Linked DNA regions of Mus musculus: all the other regions are linked to region 3. Evidence: chromatin contacts called from public Micro-C and promoter capture Hi-C data. All regions are on one chromosome and are shown on one strand. Each heading gives the region's core, a stretch centred on a gene start, on an enhancer-like site or on the middle of the called end of the contact. The rest is flanking DNA. Distances are from core to core; before and after follow the strand shown. Region 1 overlaps Gm29536 (predicted gene 29536). Region 2 has its middle 90 kb from the start of Gm29536. Region 3 holds the start of Kcne4 (potassium voltage-gated channel, Isk-related subfamily, gene 4).

The links. Promoter capture Hi-C pulls out the DNA fragments that hold promoters and counts their contacts. A called contact is a pair of places that touch in the nucleus more often than the background predicts.
Region 1: a contact with region 3 is called in a Micro-C map of granulosa cells, with 2.0 times the contacts expected there. The contact joins the enhancer-like site here to the promoter of Kcne4 in region 3. A contact is called at or near these places in 6 of 39 promoter capture datasets (cranial neural crest, embryonic stem cells, hippocampal neurons and 2 more), 1 of 484 Hi-C or Micro-C datasets (granulosa cells) and 2 of 9 other capture datasets (liver and macrophages).
Region 2: a contact with region 3 is called in a promoter capture Hi-C map of liver, with 2.7 times the contacts expected there. The contact joins the enhancer-like site here to the promoter of Kcne4 in region 3. A contact is called at or near these places in 11 of 39 promoter capture datasets (the 3T3-L1 cell line, cranial neural crest, embryonic stem cells and 6 more) and 3 of 9 other capture datasets (embryonic stem cells, liver and macrophages).

The regions. Positions count from the first base shown.
Region 1 is chr1:79,196,028-79,200,055 of GRCm38.p6, reverse strand. All of the region lies in intron 1 of Gm29536 (predicted gene 29536), which reads left to right. Among named protein-coding and RNA genes, the nearest start is that of Gm29536, 26 kb to the left of the region's middle. Within about 2 kb of position 2,140, at least 14 of the 459 cell types and tissues checked have an H3K27ac peak or open chromatin away from gene starts, as enhancers often do. A contact at or near this core is called in granulosa cells, where this site is marked.
Region 2 is chr1:79,312,571-79,316,338 of GRCm38.p6, reverse strand. No RefSeq gene overlaps it. Among named protein-coding and RNA genes, the nearest start is that of Gm29536, 90 kb to the right of the region's middle. Within about 2 kb of position 1,663, at least 7 of the 459 cell types and tissues checked have an H3K27ac peak or open chromatin away from gene starts, as enhancers often do.
Region 3 is chr1:78,814,588-78,818,758 of GRCm38.p6, reverse strand. It overlaps Kcne4 (potassium voltage-gated channel, Isk-related subfamily, gene 4), which reads right to left and starts at 1,848. Exons shown (of 2, transcript NM_021342.2): 1 at 1,763-1,848; 2 at 1-1,148. The coding sequence starts at 1,122. The coding sequence ends at 610. All of the region lies in intron 3 of Gm29536 (predicted gene 29536), which reads left to right.

The sequences.
Region 1 (4,028 bases), core at 891-3,390, 380 kb before region 3:
CACACACACACACACACACACACACACACACACAGAACCATTCACTCTGGCATCTCTTATTAATGCATCCCTTGATGAACAAATGTTGTTGCTGGAGGCCATCTTCTGAGAAATCAGGCCTAAAAACACTTCTAAGTGATGTTGGATTAAAACAACAAACAAATAAACAAACAATAAAAACAGGTGTTGGAAGTACAGGCTTTTAATCCCCAACATTTGGGAGGCAGAGGCAGGTAGATCTCTGAGTTTCAGGCCAGTCTAGTCTACATAAAAATCTCCAGGATACCCAGTGCTACACAGAGAATCCTGTCTTGGAAAATCTAAATAAATAAATAAATAAATAAATAAATAAATAAATAAATACTTAAAAATAAACTCCAAAACTGCTATGTAAAATTAGTTTTCCTCACTTGCAAATTCAAAGAGTTTTTTTAAAATAAGGAATTATATGAGATAATTTTTAAAAAAGCAAAGAGCCCACTGCATATCAAATGTTTAGCTTGCCCAAAATATTTATTAATGTGGGAAAGTACATAAAGGTTATTGAGCTTAATATGAGTCATGAATTTATGCTTTTCAAAATGTTTATTATTCCAAAAGTTTTGACCTTTTCTGACAACAAATGGTTGTGTAACCTTGACAACATTTCTATGTAAATACACTTAATCTCTACCTTTCAAGGTAAAGATGACATTTCAATAATAAGTGAAAAACTCACGCCACCAAAATATCATTGTGGAAATGACTGCTTAGAACAACGTTGTTATGTCAAGAGTAATATAAAGTAGTTCTCAGAGAAACCCACATTCGAGTGTTTACGACCTTGGAGTGTAACTCTCTGTTGAAGAGTTTCTGTGACTTATTAATTCACTTTTAAAGACTTAAAACAAGACTGGGGATGTAGTTAAGTTGGTAGCTCTAGGTGCTAGCCCCAGTATCAAATAGAACGAGACATGGTGGTACACCCTGTAATCCTAACATTTGGAAGATGGAAGCCAAGGTCATCCTCTGCCAAATAGCAAGTTCTCAGCCAGCCTCCCTCTCTACCTCCCTCATTCATTCATATATATATATATATATATATATATATATATATATATACATATATATATATATACACACATATATGTGTATGTGTGTGTACATATATATATATATATACATATATATATATATTAGAGAGAGTCATCAAAGTACAATTTCTTGTGATTAGTTCTCAAGAAAAACTAATTGATGTGTGAAAGGAAGAAATTTACTCCCACATTATTGAAAGCAAAATTATTTTATAAAATAAAATATTTAAAATGTGCAACATTGCCAGGCATTGGTGGCACATGCCTTTAATCCCAGCACTCGGGAGGCAGTGGCAGGCAGATTTCTGAGTTCAGGGCCAGCCTGGTCTACAGAGTGAGTTTCAGGACAGCCAGGGCTACACAGAGAAACCCTGTCTCAAAAAAAAAAAAAAAAAAAAAAAAAAACAGAAAAAAAAAAGATTTTAAAATGTGCAACATTTATCTAGTTCTTGTTTGTCAGACTTCACCCATTATTTAATTATACAATTTTAGCATTGCTACATAAAATATATTTTAAGTAATTTAAATAGCAGGATTATGGATAAAGACAGATAAACCATTAAAATTTTCTTCTTATAAGAACATGTGATCAAAAGTTTCATGAACCAGTTCACTCTTAAAGATTCTCAAGATCTGAATCCATCAATAGAGAAACAGTTTCAGTCTAGATCACCAAAGAAGAATTCGTTACATGTTTATTATAGGAAACTCACTCTATCTGTAATATTTAAATTAAGTTTAACATAATAGAGCAAGAAGTACACCATGGTAACAGTAATCAGAATATTTCCAGATAAACTATATTAACTTTGTTCGAAGCAGACTGTGGGCTTAGATTTTTCTAAACGTTCTTTATGTAGGCTGCTCAAACACCTCAACCTTCCTTCTAATCCAGCGACAAGAGGTTGGGGAGAAAGAAAGTTAATAGGAAATGGGGATTGAGGACCTGTTTAATAGTAGTTTTTTTGAGGCAATTCCACTCTTTGTTGTCAAGATACCAGTAGTAGAGTTTAGTAGCAAACACCAAACACAGGTCAGTAACAGTGGCATGATCCAGCACAACCACCTCCCTCCGCCCCAAGGCTTCACAGAGTCAGCATGAGTCAGCAGAAGTGGCTAGAGTCAGTTGGAACACCACAGAAGGTCTTTTGTGTGTTTTTCTCTCCAAAATGAAGACCAGCAAAGAAGCAAGGTCAGAAAACGATTGCACAGCGTTGCAATGCAAGAGCAACCTGTCACTCTTTATGGGGTTCCATTTATATACTCTTTCCAAACATCACATGCTCCCCAGTGTCTGCTCCAACAAAACATCACATGTATTCTCACATGTCTGCTTCAACAAAACATCACATGTACTCTCACATGTCTGCTTCAGCAAAACATCACATGTACTCTCACATGTCTGCTCCAACAAAACATCACATGTACTCTCACATGTCTGCTCCAACAAAACATTACATGTACTCTCACATGTCTGCTTCAGCAAAACATCCCTTCATAAGACAGTTTCCAGAAAAACGTCATGCGGCACAACTGGCTTTCCAAATAAACTAGAAATTTCCACTTCAGCAAACTTCAGAACAAGGGAAATCATTCAGAGTAGGAAGGGATCTATAAGACCATACCCCTCCTGAAGAATTGTATGCAGTTAATTGTTGCTGGGGAAAGAATGTTATATTCCTAGTGCTATTGCCTCAGGTACAGTGCCTTTGCTCAAGAAAAGAATTCTCACCCATGGTCAGATGAGCAATAAAAGGACATGGAAGTAGGAGGGAAATTGTTGCCAAAAAACAAGCGTCAGTGGGGTGGAAGAGCTAGAAAAGGACAATGGGAATGTGCTAAAACACGTTATGAATATGTATAAAGTTGAGAGAGAAGAATAAAACAAGCACATTTTTAAAAAGAGCAAGAGAGGCACTTTGCTAGAGTAGAACATTTTAGGTAAGCAAAGGAGAAGCTAGAAGGATCTGTGTGGCAATGTGGTAGAGACGCAAGCGTGGGCTTATGTTTGTCATACTACAGATACAAATGGCAATATGGAGAAGCGTCTTTAATACGTATACATGGCCCGGTTCCTGTTGACACTTCTTTGTCATCTGAGACTCCATGTGAGCAACAGCACCCCTATAGTAGTCAATAGTGATGCGACCTCACTGTTCCATTAGTTATGTGTTCATTGTGGGTATGTACTATGTCTGCAAATTTTTATAACTCTAAAACTTTTATAAATAAAAACATGTGAAAATAAATAGCTTCTTCTTAAAATAATGAATAAAGTAAATAAAAATATATTTGAAAATGAAACAGCATGTTTTAGTTAGCTTATAAGTAAGAAAATACGGTGAAAATTAAAACATTTTTTTCTGTTAATAATTAAGGTATCTACATAGCCAACCTTGTAGGATATACAGCTTTGTACTGAAAGAAAATTTTACTTCATATACATACATATATATATATATATATATTATTAATAGGCAAAAAAGGCTGAGACTTAACGAAGGGTTGAAGTATCTACCTCCAAAGAAAGAAAAGAATATTGAGTGAAATGGGGGAAAATGACTAGTACCAATGGAAGACCTTACTAAGTAGAATATTAGTGTCAGAGGAATCAGTAGGGGCAAGGTTTGCAAATGTTTAGCCCGTCTAATGGAGAGCAAAGAGACAAAAGGCTAAACGACCAGTTTTTAGAAATGGCAGAGCAGACATGGCATTAGAAAGAAAACAGGATGATACCAGATACTTGACAGTAACAGCTAAAGGTTAGACACAGGAAAATATCTGGAAAAGTACAGCTACAGAGTCAAAGCAGGAAAAAAGAGAAACATCTGTGCCACCCTGTCTCTACTCACAAACTGTCTTCTATGACAACCTCCCCACAACAAATGCCTGCAACAGATGGATTCTCTAAGTTTCTACCAAATATTAATGGAGAGGAAAAAACCCTCAAACATA
Region 2 (3,768 bases), core at 414-2,913, 500 kb before region 3:
TCCTGTGGTTCCTGTTTTCACCCACAAAGACTCCACTGATCCTTTCATTTCCTAAAGCTCTTTCCTATATTCTCTGAGACCCACCTTCTCTGCCTCCCCGTATGGGGACTAGAGGAGTGTGTCCTCATGCCCTCACCTCCAGTTAGGTTTTTACTTCTGTTTATATGGCTTCTTTATGCATGTCTGTGCAAGTATTAGTACATCAATGCACAGTTGCATTGGCTTACGTTTCAAAACTGGCATTATTTTACACTTTGTTCTTCAGTATTTACCCAGCTATTTCTATTTTAACATATATATGGCTAATGGTAAGGTCTTAGCATTTGTGGGGCCGTACAGGAATCATAATGACAAGACAGGGCTTGTTGTCTATACTGCCTGTCACTCATGCATGTAAGAATTCCACAGTTTAGGAGGTATTTAAAAATAAACGTTTTGCTGATTGAAAAAAAAAAGGAAGGAAGGTAGAAAGAAAGGAGAGAAGGAAGAAAACTAGGTATACTGTCTGGTGGTTTGACCCTCTTAGACTCATGTGTTTGAATGCTTGGCCCATGGGGAGTGGCACTATTAGGAGGTGTGGCATTGTTGGAGTACACGTGTCATTCTGGGGCTGGGTTTTGAGGTCTCTATGTTCAAGCTCCACCCAGTATGGAATTCCTCCTGGCTGCCTTAGAATCAAGATGTAGAATCCGCCGGTCCTTTAGCAACAAGTCTGCCTGCAGGCTGCCATGCTTCCCACCTTGATGATAATGTACTGAACCTCTGAAACTGTAAGCCAGCCCCAGTTAAATATTTTCTTTTATAAGAAATGCCTTGATTGTCACTTCACAACAATGATACCCTAACCTAGATAGTGACTTATTCCTGTAACTGCAGGAATCAGGAAAATGGGGTAAGGGGATTTCTGTGAGTTCGAAGCCAGCCTGGAGAACATAGTTAGTACCAGCTGAGCCTGGGTTGTAGAGTGGTTTTCATATTTTATCTGTCTTGATCACAGGGAACATATTTTATAAGAGAAAAATCTGATACCTAGAAAGCAATAAGCTTAACTCACAAGCTAGAAGCTGAACATGAGCTAAGGTTACTCTCTGAACTCATGTTGAGACAACCATGACTTCCTTTATACAGTTATCTTCATATCACACACACACACACACACACACACACACACACACACACACACACACGAGTGCGTGCACCCTAGGAAACTACAGCAAGCTAAATAACCTATTCAGTTTGGGTTCTCTTAGAAGAAATGTTTAGTTGGGAATAAGGAAGAAGAAAAGTGAAATTGTGCAGCCTGGGAAATATTAATTGCTTTGTTCCTGAAATATCCTCTGGCAGCTCAAGATAAGTTCCAGATGGTTTCTGACTAGGCTGTTACTTCACAGTAGTCCAATGTTGAGTAACTTTTCCTTGCTTCATTTGTCTGAAGCACCTAAACATATCTAGGGGAGCTTTGTGCCTGCGTTCATCTTCAACAGGTTGATATTGCTGCTTACCAAATCTTCTGGCTCAACTTCAGCTGGTGCTTCTGTCTCTGTAGGCCCCTGAGACATAAAGCCTGAGTACTTAGCAACCAGATCAGATAAGCACAGGCTGCTCCATCGTTAACGGTGTGATTTATAGTAAAATGTGCCCTTCTGTATCATTTGTTAACATTTTAGACTGTAACCTGATCTGAGAACAGTTTAGATGGGGAATAGATGCGGAGATCATTTCTGAGCACACTCTAACTGACAAATATTCTGGTCTGAAAGTTGTCATAACATTTTGCTGTTTTTTTTTTCTTTGTCTAGTCCTGGAAATGACCTTAGCTGAATAGAAACAAAATTCAGGCGTTGACTCACTATTCCTCCTTTCTCATTTTGTTCTTCAGGAGGAGGGAAATAAGAAATGAATTCTTACAAAGGAAAACCCAAAGGGAACAACAGGCTTTCTGGTGTTTGAAAAAGCTTAGAAGTCCGTCAATGATATATTATGTGTCAAAGTCAGGTCAGGTGGCTTGACAGCCATAGCAATCATGGGCTATACTTGACAACACGTGAAGGGACATAGGGCACCTCTTAGTCTCTGATACCCAGAGAATTAGAAGTCCCATAGCTTAAATGCTACTAAGGCACCTAGGAGAAGAGAAATCCCGAAGAAGTCAAAATTTAATAAAAAACCAGCCTGTTAAACAGGTGGCCATAGCCAGAGGCAGGCAGAGCATTTAAAAAAAATACAATAAAATATAAATAACAGAGAGATGCTTGTCTCAAATTTCTTTTCCAGTGTAGACTGAGAATGGTTATTTTATGTCTTCTTGTTCTTGATGAAGATATGCAAGGTATTTGTTAAAGTGGAAATACCTGATGGGCAATACATATATACACTGAGGAGAGCAGATTTATAGGGAACAAGATGGAAGTCTGGTAAGAGTTAGGACAAGATGTCTCTTAGAAAGATCAGAATGGAGGGAGTACAAGAAATCCAGACCAAAGCATGGACTTGAACTTAGTGGACAACTCTGGCCATGTGTTAGAATGGTTTGGAGAAGAGATGAAGACAAAAGGTTATGGAAGAGGAGATACACTAACCTGACAACCTCAATCTTGAATATATAAAAATGGAGTTGTTAAACTGGCAACACTTGTCAAGAAGTGACAAATCTATCTATCTATCTATCTATCTATCTATCTATCTATCTATCATCTATATATCTTTAAGGCAAGGCCTGATAATGTTATCTAGGCTTTTCTCAAATGCTTGGCTCAAGTAATCGCTGGACTCAGCCTCCTGAAATCTGTGGACTACACAAATTCATCAATACACTCAGCTATGTATTCTATTCCAGCATCATAATTTGGGCAACCACCAAAATATCCAACCATAATTGAGAAAAACATTTTTATTGACTCCACTACTTCTACAAACACTTCAAAATCACATTCCCAAGGAGGTATAACAGAAGTATTTATCATACTGGATCGTAGATGGAAAATAGAAAATTGAATACAGAGTTATTGTAATAACAAAATTCATTAACATCTGGGGAACAAATCAGACTGGGTTAAGTTAAATTGTTTTTAGTGATGAGAGTTATAATGATTATCTTTAAAAAGTTTTAAAAGTATGTGTATGGGTGTTTTGCCTGGAGGTGTATCTGTGCACCATGTATAAGTCTGGTACAATAAGGAGGCCAGAAAACAGCATTAGATCACTTGAAACTTGAATTACAGATGGCTGTCAGTATCCATGTAGATATTTGGAATTGAACCTAGGTCCTCTAGAAGAACAGTGAGTTCTCTTAACAACTGAGTTGTCTCTCCAGTCAATAGTGGTTAACTTTTTTGGCAGTCTACATTTTCCAGATGTATAAGCCAGTATTGGTTTCTCGATGGAAATTATTTAACTAGCATAATGATGATCCCAAATTGGGCTCAATCCCAAGATGTGATAGATATCGATTTCTTTCCTCTGAAAGTCTTGACCTTAATTAAAGACAACAGTCATTGAATGAAGAGGAATTCCTGGAGCAAGCATGTAGGATCAACTCTTCTCCCTTACAGAATCTCTAAGCAAGAACTAAAGTTTACTACCACGATGCAAAACAAAACAAACAACAATGAAACAATGCCTTGGGATCATTTTTATCAAATCAACTGGTTGTGCGCTACCAAGATAAAGATGGAGATGCAGTTAAGTTTTGATGGATATCACTGGATGTTCAGAATAATTACTCAAAAGTTTGTCCAAAAGTTAGTTGAAAAGGCCCTGCTCTAAAGG
Region 3 (4,171 bases), core at 599-3,098:
CTCACAGGTGAGACAAAAGCTCAGATGAGGTCATAGCTTATACTCCCAGCTAATTCAGACATGTGTACGAATTACCTTCTCCCTTTGCATTGTGCAAACAATCTGGGTTCTCTCTTCAGCTTTCTCCCACCTCCAAGTGAAATATATAACTGTCTCTAATCGAATGCCACAGGCACACATTAAAGATACTTACAGCCCATCAGATCTAGAAGAACAAAGCTCTAGGAAAATTAGCAAATCGAAACGAGTCCTTCAGCCTGCCCTGGGCAGTTGTCAGCCCTGGGCACAGACAGATGCTGCAGAAGTTACCCAGGGCCTCCAGTGAAAAAACACCACATTATCCAGCCAGATGCTGACCACAGACCCACCACCACCCAGGCCCCAGAGTCAATGGTCATGCTGTATGTCTCTGGGACTTTTTCAGAGATGAGTCCCACAGGAACCTCAAGGACTGCAGCTGAGCCTTGTCTCTCCCTGCCCCATTTTGGAGCTTGCCCTCAGTCTGTTCAATGTGGCAGCCGCAGAGCAAAAGCGAAACCCGGCACTTGGCAAGTGTCTTCCCTCTGTCAAGTGTAGCTTACGGAGCTACCTCCTAGCACCTGGTGGGTGCTAGGAATTCTGGTGGATGTTCTCGGAAGAGCCTTCACTGCTGTCGTTGAGAGGCGTCTCGGAGGTCTCCTCCAGCTCGTCATCAGCCCCCTCCTCCTGGATGGGAAGGTGCACATCAGGAGAGGAGGACTCGGAGCTCACACTGTCCCCTTCCATCGAGCAAAGAGTGCAGGACAGTGCCGGCGCCACACTCTCCTGCAGCATATTCAGCATCATGGGCACCTGCCCTGACCTCAAGCCGGACATCATAGGTAGCGGCTTCATAGCCTCCCCCCACAGCCTCTCCTCGTCTTTGTACAACAGCAGAAGGCTGGACTTCTTCTCCCGCCTCTTGGATTTCATGTAGCCCAGCATGATTCCGATCAGGAAAACGCCATAGAAGGACATAACGACCAAAATATAGAAGTATTCATTGCCATTACCACTGCTGTTACTAGGCACATGGGACTCGAGGGGGCTGCTGGAGGCTGCAGCGCTGGGGTATGTGCTGTTCAGAGGCTCCATCCTCAGCATTGAATTGCCGCTCACACAGCCGGGATCTGGGGAGAGAGCCGCAAGTTAAACCTTCCACCTGGATCCATGGGACAGGCAGAAGGCAAGCACATGGCTCGTGAAATTGCAATAGATCAAAATACACCTATTTTGATTAAGAACAGGAATGAAAGAAAGAGCTGAACGTAAGGCATCTCACCAAGCAGTCAACGGGTTAGCTCAGAGAGCTTGGAGCAAGTAAGAGAAATTAGGGGAGGGAAAGGAGGAAAAAATGAGAAAAATGTTCACCAGATAGAAAAATCGGTGATAGACAGACAGGTGATCGATAGGTAGGTAGATAGATAGATAGATAGATAGATAGATAGATAGATGGATGGATGGATAGATTATACACTTTATTTACATTTCAGAAAATAACTATGCATTAGCTCTATACTTTGAACATTATAGACCATATAAGGATTCATGGGGGGAAAGCATCTTAAAATTGAAAGGCATGCTTTAGCTGGCACGGCAGAAGCAAACTTTACATTTTGTTTCAAAAGCTTCAACTTCCAAAACAAAGTTTCCTTACATAAAAAAGAAAGAAAGAAAACTTTCTCTATTAATAGAACTATTCCCCCTTGCATGTCTCCGAAGACAAGGAGTCTTGCTAACTTACCAAAAGCTGACAGTTTGTCCCAAGTGTGGAACTCTTAAACGGCCAAATCTGAGGATGTTTCTCTTCTCTGTCAGGCTCTGCGCTCTGACAGCCCGGCTGCTGTCCTTGGGATATATAGTCAAGAAATGCATCGTCACGTGTTCCGGGAGGAAAATTTACAACAGAGGTTGACTGTGGCTGAGCAAGCAGCAAACTCAAAGCGCTGCAGTTCAACTCTCTGAACTCTGCAGCTGTGAAGAGAGAAGGAGGGGGGGAGTAGGAGCTCCCTGTCCCGGACCGACCAACCCAGCTCAGAGCAAGAGGCTTTGGGTGGCCAAAATCAAAGTGTGAAAAGGGGAGAAAAAAAAAGTGCTGCATTTGAACTGATACCCCAAAGCCCACTCTCACTGACTGAGTTTGTTTCCTTTTCCTTGTGGAAAGTGATTGGTTGATATGTTACTAATAGGTTTTCATGGGGAATCCAAACCATTAGAATGAAAGACAGTGGGGAGCAAAGGTAGGGTTTAGAGTCAAGAAACAGAAGTGGATGCTCACAGTCAGCTATTGGATAGATTAACAGGGCCCCCAATGGAGGAGCTAGAGAAAGTACCCAAGGAGCTAAAGGGAACTGCAACCCTATAGGTGGAACAACATTATGAACTAACCAGTACCCCGGAGCTCTTGTCTCTAGCTGCATATGTATCAAAAAAGATGGCCTAGCCGGCCGTCACTGGAAAGAGAGGCCCATTGGTCATGCAAACTTTATATGCCCCAGTACAGGGGAACTCCAGGGCCAAAAAGTGGGAGTGGGTGGATAGGGGAGTGGGGGGGAGGGTATGGGGGACTTTTGGGATAGCATTGGAAATGTAAATGAGGAAAATACCTAATAAAAAATATTTTAAAAAGAAAAAAAAAGAAACAATTGCTTCCGTGTTACGTTCTTCCACTAATTGAGTGAATTTGATAAACCCTCCCTTAACCTTCCCAGGCCTCGTATTGCTGCAGTAAAACTGTTGGCTAGTGAGGGGCAGGACTGCTCAGCAAACAGAGTTCTAAGAACTTTATGAGTTTTGGGTTTGTTTCAGCTTAACTACTTTAAAATGCAAGCTTCTACTTGCTCACATTATGCTCACAAATATTGTCCTTACAATCTCTTTTAGAATCTTTCAGATTCTGTCCAGAGATTGGTGGGCAACACTAATGCAGCAATTGAGAGGCAAATCAAGGGGAGCCTGAGCTCTGTGTCAGCTGAGCTACAAAGATAGAGTTTGTATGAAGACAAAAATCTTCAGATTCTCTTTAGTGAGCCGGACTAAGTGGAAATGTGCTGGCGAGAGCTACTGAGAGCAGGTTTTGCTCCATTCTACCTCACATGGCAGTGCCTCTGAAGCACCAGACAAGAGTGCCACACATCTCTGGGTATCTCAGACAGGTCATGGGAGAAACAGGTATTCTCAGCGAACCACCAAGCAAGGTTCAAAACAAGCTGCTATGCGTGACATGAGAAGAATCACCAAGAACTTGCTCGCTCGCTGGGCTGTTTACTCTAAAGGGCTGTCATTCTAATCCAGGGAAACTGGCAAGGAGCCTTTACATCTAGTAGCCTCTGTCCAAGGAGCCGCAGCAGGGCTGGCATGTATGACAACTTTAAAGACACCATCATTGATGGGTCTACTGACACTGAGCTGAAGGCACGGAGAAACATGTAAACTTCCCTCTGACTGCATACAGCACATACGATCCAGATGCTAGAACTGTCATTGTGAGTCTGGCTCTGTGCCTGATGTGAATTCTGACAGGCATCCTGGGAAAAAGAGTTGGACCAGTAACTTACAGCACTGGACAACACACCAGATGCTTTGGTCAGTGCTCACCCCGTAAATCTCCAGCCGGCACGGAGGGATCGGCCACTGACCCCAGCACCAAGGTTGTTCATGCCAGGAAATTTCACTCATATCAGTACATCTGGGTTCACCACTCTGCCAGTTCAAAACTCTACAGCTACATGGTAGACCTGACCTTTTCCACCCACCCACCACATAAGCACTGGCGGATGTCCAATCCACATGGGCATGCCATGGCACATCTGGAATATTAGAATAGGAAAGTACCATGAGAAGCATTCCTATTGGTACTTGCCATAGTAGTATTGCCCAGGTACCCTGAGATAGATGAGATTAGTCATCACTAGGGGATTGCCAGGCACTGCAAACTAGAAAAAAGAAGGTAGAGAAATGGGTCACCACATCTTAACAGGAGCTGGAGCAGGAGCTGACAGCCAGGTGTTAGAAAGCCAAGCAGCCACTGAGTGTTAAACAAAATCAATCCCAGGCCTGAGCCTATTGCCCCAAGGCACTAAAACCAAGAACAGTCCTGGCTTCTGGAACAAATCCAGAAAGGAGGCCAATGGACTAAGAAGTCAGAAGCAGA